3 separate regions of the Mus musculus genome follow, and regions 1 and 3 are each linked to region 2. A link is a contact called in public promoter capture Hi-C data. All regions are on one chromosome and are shown on one strand. The core of a region is the stretch at or near the end of the contact, and the rest is flanking DNA. Distances in the headings are between cores, read along the strand shown.

Region 1 (2,700 bases), core at 92-2,591, 1.1 Mb before region 2:
TGGTTTAGGCTGTGGTGTAGCACAGTATGCCCTCGAGCCTACTATGTCATGTAGCACAGGCTGCCCTCAAGCCACTATGCAACTCAGTCTCACCTTGAACTCGCAATTCTGTCTTAGCTTTCCAAGTGCTGGGGTTACAAGTGTGCACCGCCATGCTCAGCGCACATGATTTTTACATAGTTCTTCTGGCTTTAGAGTTCTCTACTATAACCTATTAATCAACCACATACCTGCATTTTCTTGCTCATTGGCTGGATTCTGTGTTGCCTGGACCTCTGGAAGAGCAGCCACTGGTCTGAATGAAAATACAACCAGACGTGAGAGGCAAGGCCAGCTGTTTTTCAACTCGAAGATAAAAACAACTGTTCATAATCTGCCATATACCCCATCAGTTATTTAAAACAACTACCAAGAACATAAGCATAAAGCACTTTAAAGTTTGTTATTTATTATTGGGGTGTATGTATGCCCAGGTGTTGAACAGTTCCTTCCACTGTGAGATTCAGGAATCAGCGGATTTTTAAATGTTTAGTGTGTGTAGGTGTCCTGTGACTGTGTGGGTGCCCACAGCAGCTGGGGATGCACTAGATCCGAGCACGGATCGTTAGATCTGTTAGCTGGAGATGTAACTAGATTGATCCTGTTAGAACTGGAAGCATCCTAATTACTTTGCCATTTCTCCAGCCTTAAGACCATCCTTTATGAAATTTCTTCCCAAATGTTGGCAAAAAGTAGCTGATTGCGTCTGTGGACTCTATCGCTGAAATTCTCCTCCTGATCTTACAGTAGAAAAACTACAAAGCCACTTCTCAGTGCTATACAATTTAAGTTAGGTGGCTTAACTGAGAACACAGCTCAGCTGCACCAGCCAGTATACCCTCTATTTTCACTTTTTCCAGTTTAATAACTCCCGAAACAGTCCAAGTACATACTACTAATATGTATGAAGCCAACTACGTAATGTAGATCATACAACAGCACTAGAAGCAGCAAAGAGACACTTGGAACACAGCATGCATGCATGTCAGCCCAGGGAGTTATATAAACCAATTAAGTGCAAAAACAAAAACAGTGAGTATGCAAGCATCCATGTAATATAAAAGTACGTTCACGTTTACAAAGAGTACACATAGAAATATCTGCAGAATAAAATCAAACTATGGGGCTGGAGAGATGGCTCAGTGGCTAAGAGGTTAGCCTGCCTAAGCTTCCCCAGTTCTGGGATTCAAAACATCCATACCATGTGATGCCTGTCAAGAACATGCTTGACAACAAACCCAATGCAAGTAGGCTTCAGGAGGAAGCCTATCTACACGTGGTAACCAGTCATCTGCAGCTCACCCTGCCGGCTGCCCACACTCCTTCTGCGATGGCTGCTCCACTCCAGCTGCATCCTGCTGCTCCCTGTTCGCTCTAGGAGTCCTACAAGAAAGAACTGGATCTTTTCAAGCCACTATCAGCAAAGACACATTGGACAGATAAAGTTCAAAAGCCTGCAACAGTAACTATGGTCACAGAAGCTAGTAAGGGGCACAGGGAAAGGGAAGCGTCCTCTATGCTTTATATATGGTATACTTCCAATGAGCTGTTAAAACAGAGAGGGCTCCATGACACTCCACAGTAGGAGCCCTCGTCCCTCTGACAGGACTATCATCCCCTCACCCACTTCTACCCCCTGAACCACAGCAGAGCAGAAGCAGGTCCAAGGATGAGCACTGTGTCTGACATCAAAGCGAAGGGCAATCAGTGCTGCAGTTCCCGTCAAACTGTGCACTAAGCTAGTCTTAGCACCGCCGATCACGACCGAAAGCCTAAGTGACAAGAATTCTCGAGCACCACGAGAGCACCTTGCGAGCCACTGCGTGACACCCAGAGCACACAAGCCCACAGCTGCAGAATTAAGCTGCACATCACTTACCGTGTCACTGAGGGCTGGGGTGCGGGGTCGGTGTCTCGGTGTGGAATGTGTGCTTCAGAACTGGTCCGCAAATGGGAAACTTTGTGCTTCTTGCCGCTCCCCTTGTCTAGGGGCAGCTGAATCCGTTTGGCTTTTGGTTTTGGTTTAGTGGGACCTGGCACTGAGGAACTTCCTGACTGCTGTCCAGAGGATGGGGAGCTCCCTGGAGAGGCGGAGCTGGCTGGCTTAGCTGAGGGTAAAGTCTTGTTTTGCTCCAGCCTCACACCGTTAGGAGCTTCTGCTGTCTGGGTGAAGTTGGACGGCTGGGTCCCCGGAGCAGAATCGGGATCCCGGTCCCGCTGTGAAGTCAGGGTACCGGTTTTGCCAGCTAGGAGCTGGTTTCCTCGCTGTAGCTTATAGTGTTCTTCGGCCTCCCCAGGAGGGGATGCAGCTGTCATGCCTGCAGTCTGAGAAGAGGGGAGCACACAGATACTAGATGCTGCTGTCATTGCAGCAGCAGAGGGAGTCTGTGATGTCCCCAGCTGGGGGAACATTCCTGAACTTGGTGGTAAAGCCACAGGCTGGTCCTGAATGCCCAGGCTCTGGTGGCTGGCTTTGATTAGAAGATGGCTTATTGAGCCAATATCTGGGGTCCCAAGCAACCTCTGGTTGGCTAAGGTGACATGACCTGGAACTGATGTGCTACTTGTAGGGGCTGCTGTAGTTTGCATGGATACCACATTCAGGACGGACGAACCGGATGCCAAGGCAGACACAGGCCCAGATGTCAGGTGGCTAGTATC
Region 2 (2,700 bases), core at 165-2,664:
CTCAAGTAAGGGAACCCAAGAAGACGGTTTTTTACATTTTTATTTTTAAGAGCATCTTTTTTGCTGCAAAATAAACTCGGCCTTCTATGGTAACAAGAAAAACTAGGTGGTAAAAGTAGGATTAGTTCCCATTCCTGCTTTTATTTTGACAGCATCCCATGAATAGAATATCTCTGAACCCAGAAGAATGCACAAGAGCAGATACCGAGTCGGGCTGAATCAATAGTCACAGCTCAGTGCCTCAGTTTCCTCTCATAATAAAAAGCTCCTAGGTGAAAATGGGCCCTGAAACGCCATTATTGCATCTCGGATGCAATCAGTCTGCCTACAATAGGGTCGAGATCATTGCCTCCAACAGGGAACAAGGTCTGGGTCACCGATGCCCAGTAAACGAAAACCTTAGGGCAAGGGTCATACGTGAAACTCCGCAGCTAGAGCCCCAAACGAGAGGGATGGGGGGTGGGGTCGCACATCTGGCTCAAGAGCCCAGTGTGCCCAAGGGAATCCCGCAAGGCAGTGATGGTCACCAGTCAGGCGGCGACGCAGAAGGGGACAATGGGGGGAAGCTGCGCCGGGTGGTCACCGCCACTCTTCACAGGGAGCTGCCGCTACGCTGGCCCTTGGCACTGGCCAGCGCCACCTCCACCCCTTCCCCTCCGTCCTCACCGGCCGCCAGCTCCCGTCCCACTCCCAGGCCGGGCTCCCGCCCCTGTCCCCGCCGCCCCCTCCCCGCCGCCCCCTCCTCCTCCGCCGCGCCCCCCTAGTCCCGCCGTCCCGACCCGCGCGCGCCGCCCCGCACACACCTCCCGCGCCGCGCCCCCGGGGAGCCAAGCGGGGGGGAGGGAAGGGACGCACCTGAGCGGGCGGAGCGGGGGAGGGGGCGGCCAAGCCTGGGGGAGGGGTCGAGCGCTGGCCCGCGCGCGGCACCTCCCACTTCCGGCGGCGCGAGCGCAAGGGGGCGAGGCCGGGGCGGCGAGAGGAGCGGAACCCGCGGGGTGAGCGGCCGCCACCGACGGCGCCCTCTGGCGGCAGGCGCGGACAGCGACCGGACAACGGAGCCGCTGAGGGGACCAGCCCTGAGACCCAAGCGGAGCCCGAGGGACACGCGGGCCAGAGAGACGGCGGCCGGATGGAGGCGAGAGCCTCTCTGAGGAGTTTATGGGGAAGAGTCAAGGCTATGGCAGTCCGACGGAGAAGAGCCGCGAGGGGTGTTTAGAGGTCGGAACCGGGATGGTCCTTACAGAGGACGCCATGAAGGACGAGGGCCCTGTGGCGGAGGGGGTCCTGTGGCGGAGGACACGAGGATTCGAGGCGCCGGAACTCCCACAGCCCTCACGGGCCTGTGACAGAAGCTGTCGGCGGAGCGCCCGGAGCTCGGCCCGCTGGTCAAGAGGCCGCAGGCCCAGCCGCTGATTGGCTGCGGCGCCGGGCGGAAGTGATGTCGCTGTCAGTGGCGCCTCCGGCTCCGGGGAAGCCGAGAGTTTCCGTAGGGTGGGGGCTGCGGCGGCAGCAGCAGCAGCGACAGTAGCAACAGAGGCTGTGGGTGAGTCGGGAAGAAATGTAGTGGAGGCTGGACCTCGGATATACGGGGGACCATGGACCGGGGCTGGTCGGCGTCTGCGGAGGAGGTCCTTCGCTGAGGGCACCTTGGGTCCTGGCGTGGGCGACCCCAGAGGGACCGGGTCTCCGGGTCGTAGGTTCCGGACAGCATCGGTCCTAAGGAGAGAGAGGCACATTGCACGGAGCAGCTGAGTCCGCGTGGGAGTGGGGGCATCAGAAAACTCACTCTGTACAGACCCTGGTTCCTGTGAGTGGGGAGGCGGGGCTTGAAGGACGGTGGTTTAAGAGCAGAATCTTGAGCAGGAAAGGTGCCCGTCTACCTTAGTTGAGGGTGATGGGAGTCTATTTTCAGAAAGTGCTTAAGATTTCTTGCTCAGAGGTCTGAGAATAAGTGCTGCTGTGCCTCTGGACCACAGGGAGAAAAAAACAAACAAACAAACAAAACAAAACAAAAACAAAACTCGGTTTCTCTTCCAGAAATCTCTGTTGGAACCTACAGAGATTGTAGGAGCCTGCCTGAGTGGATGGCTGCTATCAAACCAGACTTTGGATTTACTTATATGCAGACTAGGGAAGACACCTGGGTATCTTGGGCCAAATTGAAGCAGCCCCAGGGGCAGGAAGAATGTAATAGGAAATATGCCATGGAACTTAAGGACATGGTGGCCCACACCTATAATAACAGCAGTAAAGGGGTGGAAGCAAGAGTTCTCAGCCAACCTTTATTATATAAAGAAAGCTTGTTTAAGCCGGATGTTGGTGGCACACACCTTTGTTATCCCAGCACTCTGGAAGCGGAAGCAGGCTGGCTCTCTTGAGTTCCAGGCCAGCCTGGTATACAGAGGAAGGGAGGTCCAAGGAGTCTTTGGTAAAACAGTCTTTCCAGAATGTTTTAAGTCGGTACCATCCAAGTGTATGTCTGGACACCAAGACTGCTGCAGTGTGGGCTTGGTAGACAGTAGTGAGTTTTAAATGAGCTCAAGACCCCACATGTGCCTTGTTCCTGCCCCCACAGTTGCTCGAAAGTTCTAATTTGGTGGGGTTTTTTCCCCTTTGAGTGGTTGAAGACAGGGCTGGAGCCTGTGCCCTCACTGAAAATCCAACTTGGTGAGACGGGGCCAGCTCCTTAGTCCTTCTTGC
Region 3 (2,700 bases), core at 129-2,628, 1.0 Mb before region 2:
CCAGTGCTCAAGGGGAAAATGGCCGTACAGAGGAAGGAGCACTCTGACTAGAGAAGGTGGCATAGAAGTATTGCCAAGTTCCCTTAAACTGAGAAGGAAACACTATCAAACACTTCGAGAATAGTTTTTAAGTTTCTCTAGTTTTATGCCCAGTATAACAGAACCAACTGTCAAATAAACACAGAAACTGTTGTGATCCCAGTAAGTTAGGAAGCTGAAGCAGGAAGACAGGCAGGCCTAGGCAGTGCAGGAAGATTCTGCCTCAGTGCGGGGTATGGGCTGCTAACTGCGGAAGCAGGAGGGCCAGGAAGAGTTCAGTCTCCTGGTGTGGAGGTGACGCCTTCAGTCCCAGCACTCGGGAGGCAGAAGCCAGGCAGAAGCCAGGCAGGCCGTCGCAGAATTCCAGGCCAGTCTGGGTTACATGAGATCCTGTCTTTAAAACAAAACAAACAAACAAAAAACAAACAAACAAAAACATGCTTCAAAAGAAAAACAAATCAATAACTCAGTAGTTAAATGTTTATCACCTTGTATAAAACCTGGGATCCCCACATTTCCAAGAAATCAGTGACAAGTGCTGGAGTCTCAGCCCTTGACAAGCTACCCCTCCCCCCAGGTTATTATCTAAGTTCTTTTTTAAAGTTCAGCTTAAAATATAACATGAATGTAAGTACTAAAATAATTATAGCACTTTGCAAGATACTTTGGGAATTGACAATCTGAAGGTTGAAGCTCTTAATTCTGTTACTAGTTTTCATAATGACAGTCTTGCTTTAAAAAGAGAAGAAAAGGAAAAAAAAAAAGTAACTGAACTAACATCAGTGTCTTGTGAAGTGGCCAGCGGGGGTGAGAGCCGATTCTCTCTGATGGCAGGTGCATCCAGGGGACAGTTGGCTGTCTGAATGCACCACAGGAGGAGAGACTGAAGCTCTTTTACATATGATCTCCGACTGTTGTTGAAAAAAAAACATTAACAGGGAAAGGTCACCCAGGATTAAAGAGTGCAAAGACTGTAACACACTGTTCTTCAGTAACAATAGGAGGCCACACTTCAATCTACAAAAAAAGGACTCTAGTTTCCAAGCTTTTAATTCAGTTCTACCTAGCCACTGTCACCCGAGGACCATAACTGCTATATACCTTAACAGGAGGAGACAGCGCCCTTCAAACCCACTCCACGTCAACAAGAACAAGAAACAAAGATGCCCAAGAGAGCTAAGCAAATGAGCCAGGTGAATTCACCCAACCTGCTTCAGAAAGAGGAAGTCATAACGGAGCTCATCTGTCTTTAAAAGCAAACCAGTGGGCTGCGCACCAGCTCAGACAGTAGGCTATTCAGATCCTTGGCTGTGGCCCAAATTACTTCACAGAATCATTAAAAACAAATAATCAAGGCTGAGCATGGGGCACAGGCCTGTAATTCCAGCACCTGGAGGCAGAGGCAAGAGAGGCAGGAGTTCAAGGCCATCCTCAGTTACACAGCAAGTTCAAGGGTACGTGAGAACTTTTCTCAGGAAAACAAGGAAATCAAGTGCTATTCCAGCCTCCCCAGTTTCCAAGTCTCAACTGGCTTATCTGTTTATCAAAGAAAAAGAAATGAGCCCGAGTAACAGGCACACTGCAGAAAATTGTTAAGAATCACAGGGGGTGGGGGGAGAGTTAGTCTTCTCTCTCAGGGAACCAGATCTGTAGTCTGGAATAGTAAACAAACACTAAGTTCACTTTGAATGATGGTTCTTCTCGTTGTAAGAGGACTTGGCTCCTTACCACCTTGAAGCAGTTACCTTCATTTAAGTTATATCCTAATTCAAGTTTAGGGGTGTTTGTTTGTTTTTTGCTCCCCTCCTCCCTCCCTCTTTTTTTTTTTTTCTTTTTTCCTTCTGAGATAAAGGTCTTGGGATGTAGTCCTGGCTGGCCTGCTACTCACTAAGCAGCGATTCTCTTGGCTCGCCCTCCCAAGTGCAGGGGCTGCAGGCAGAGCTGCCATGCCTGGCTCTCAAGTGCATGCTTCCACTGTAAGAGTTCAGTTCTCTCCTGGTTTGTTCTCAAGATGCAAAATCAAGTTTCATCTTTCCTTTTAGGACTACGGGCTACTGAATGACCAATAGCAAGTTGGGTATCACTGAGAAAGCCACAACTTCCTTCCCTCTAAAACAAACAGGGCCATCTCACCGCAAAGGCAGTGTGAAGAATAACATGAACATCCCATTTAGGAAAGCAACAAGGCTTCCAAGGTCTCTGTCAGTTCATTATCTTTTAGGACATAATGGTCAAATAATATAGTTGGAGAACTCATGGTCTATTGATAACTATTTCATGTTTGGAAGCTTACTATCAAGTTCTGAGAAGCCCATATTAGATGGCATTAACTACTTTTTAAAGAAAGTCCCTGGTATTTTTTAAAGTGCTCTGATACTGGAGTCTTTCAAGAAGAAGAGAGAATGCAATTGGAATGCACTGTGAATTTCAAAAAAAATTACTGAGGAGGAGGAGGAAGAGGAGGAAGAGGAGGAAGAGGAGGAGGAGGAGGGAGGGAGAGAGAGAGAATATGAACAGACCAACGGGTATGGCATGCCTATGATTCCAGTACTTGGGAGGCAGAAGCAGGTAGATCTCTGTGAATACAAGGCCAGCCTGGTCTCAAAAACAAAAACAAAATCAAGAAGAACAGAGAAAGTAAGAGGGAATTCCACGTTTCTG

What was found. Promoter capture Hi-C pulls out the DNA fragments that hold promoters and counts their contacts.
Region 1: a contact with region 2 is called in a promoter capture Hi-C map of hippocampal neurons, with 3 times the contacts expected there. The contact joins the enhancer-like site here to the promoter of Rnf214 in region 2. A contact is called at or near these places in 5 of 39 promoter capture datasets (cranial neural crest, embryonic stem cells, hippocampal neurons and 2 more).
Region 3: a contact with region 2 is called in a promoter capture Hi-C map of pre-B cells, with 2.8 times the contacts expected there. The contact joins the enhancer-like site here to the promoter of Rnf214 in region 2. A contact is called at or near these places in 4 of 39 promoter capture datasets (cranial neural crest, hematopoietic stem and progenitor cells, hippocampal neurons and 1 more), 1 of 115 datasets of contacts at active chromatin or transcription factors (large pre-B cells) and 2 of 9 other capture datasets (adipose tissue and embryonic stem cells).

What each region holds. Positions count from the first base shown.
Region 1 is chr9:44,816,365-44,819,064 of GRCm38.p6, forward strand. It overlaps Kmt2a (lysine (K)-specific methyltransferase 2A), which reads right to left. Exons shown (of 36, transcript NM_001357549.2): 27 at 1,919-2,700; 28 at 1,342-1,422; 29 at 231-295. Among named protein-coding and RNA genes, the nearest start is that of Ttc36, 15 kb to the left of the region's middle. Within about 2 kb of position 1,342, at least 5 of the 459 cell types and tissues checked have an H3K27ac peak or open chromatin away from gene starts, as enhancers often do. A contact at or near this core is called in hippocampal neurons, where this site is marked.
Region 2 is chr9:45,905,497-45,908,196 of GRCm38.p6, forward strand. Rnf214 (ring finger protein 214) reads right to left here and starts at 1,415. Exons shown (of 14, transcript NM_178709.5): 1 at 856-1,415. It overlaps Pcsk7 (proprotein convertase subtilisin/kexin type 7), which reads left to right and starts at 1,073. Exons shown (of 17, transcript NM_008794.2): 1 at 1,073-1,543.
Region 3 is chr9:44,865,728-44,868,427 of GRCm38.p6, forward strand. The region is part of intron 1 of Kmt2a (lysine (K)-specific methyltransferase 2A); the gene reads right to left. Gm39326 (a long non-coding RNA gene) reads left to right here. Exons shown (of 4, transcript XR_870694.3): 1 at 1-2,700. Among named protein-coding and RNA genes, the nearest start is that of Gm39326, 12 kb to the left of the region's middle. Within about 2 kb of position 1,379, at least 69 of the 459 cell types and tissues checked have an H3K27ac peak or open chromatin away from gene starts, as enhancers often do. A contact at or near this core is called in adipose tissue and pre-B cells, where this site is marked.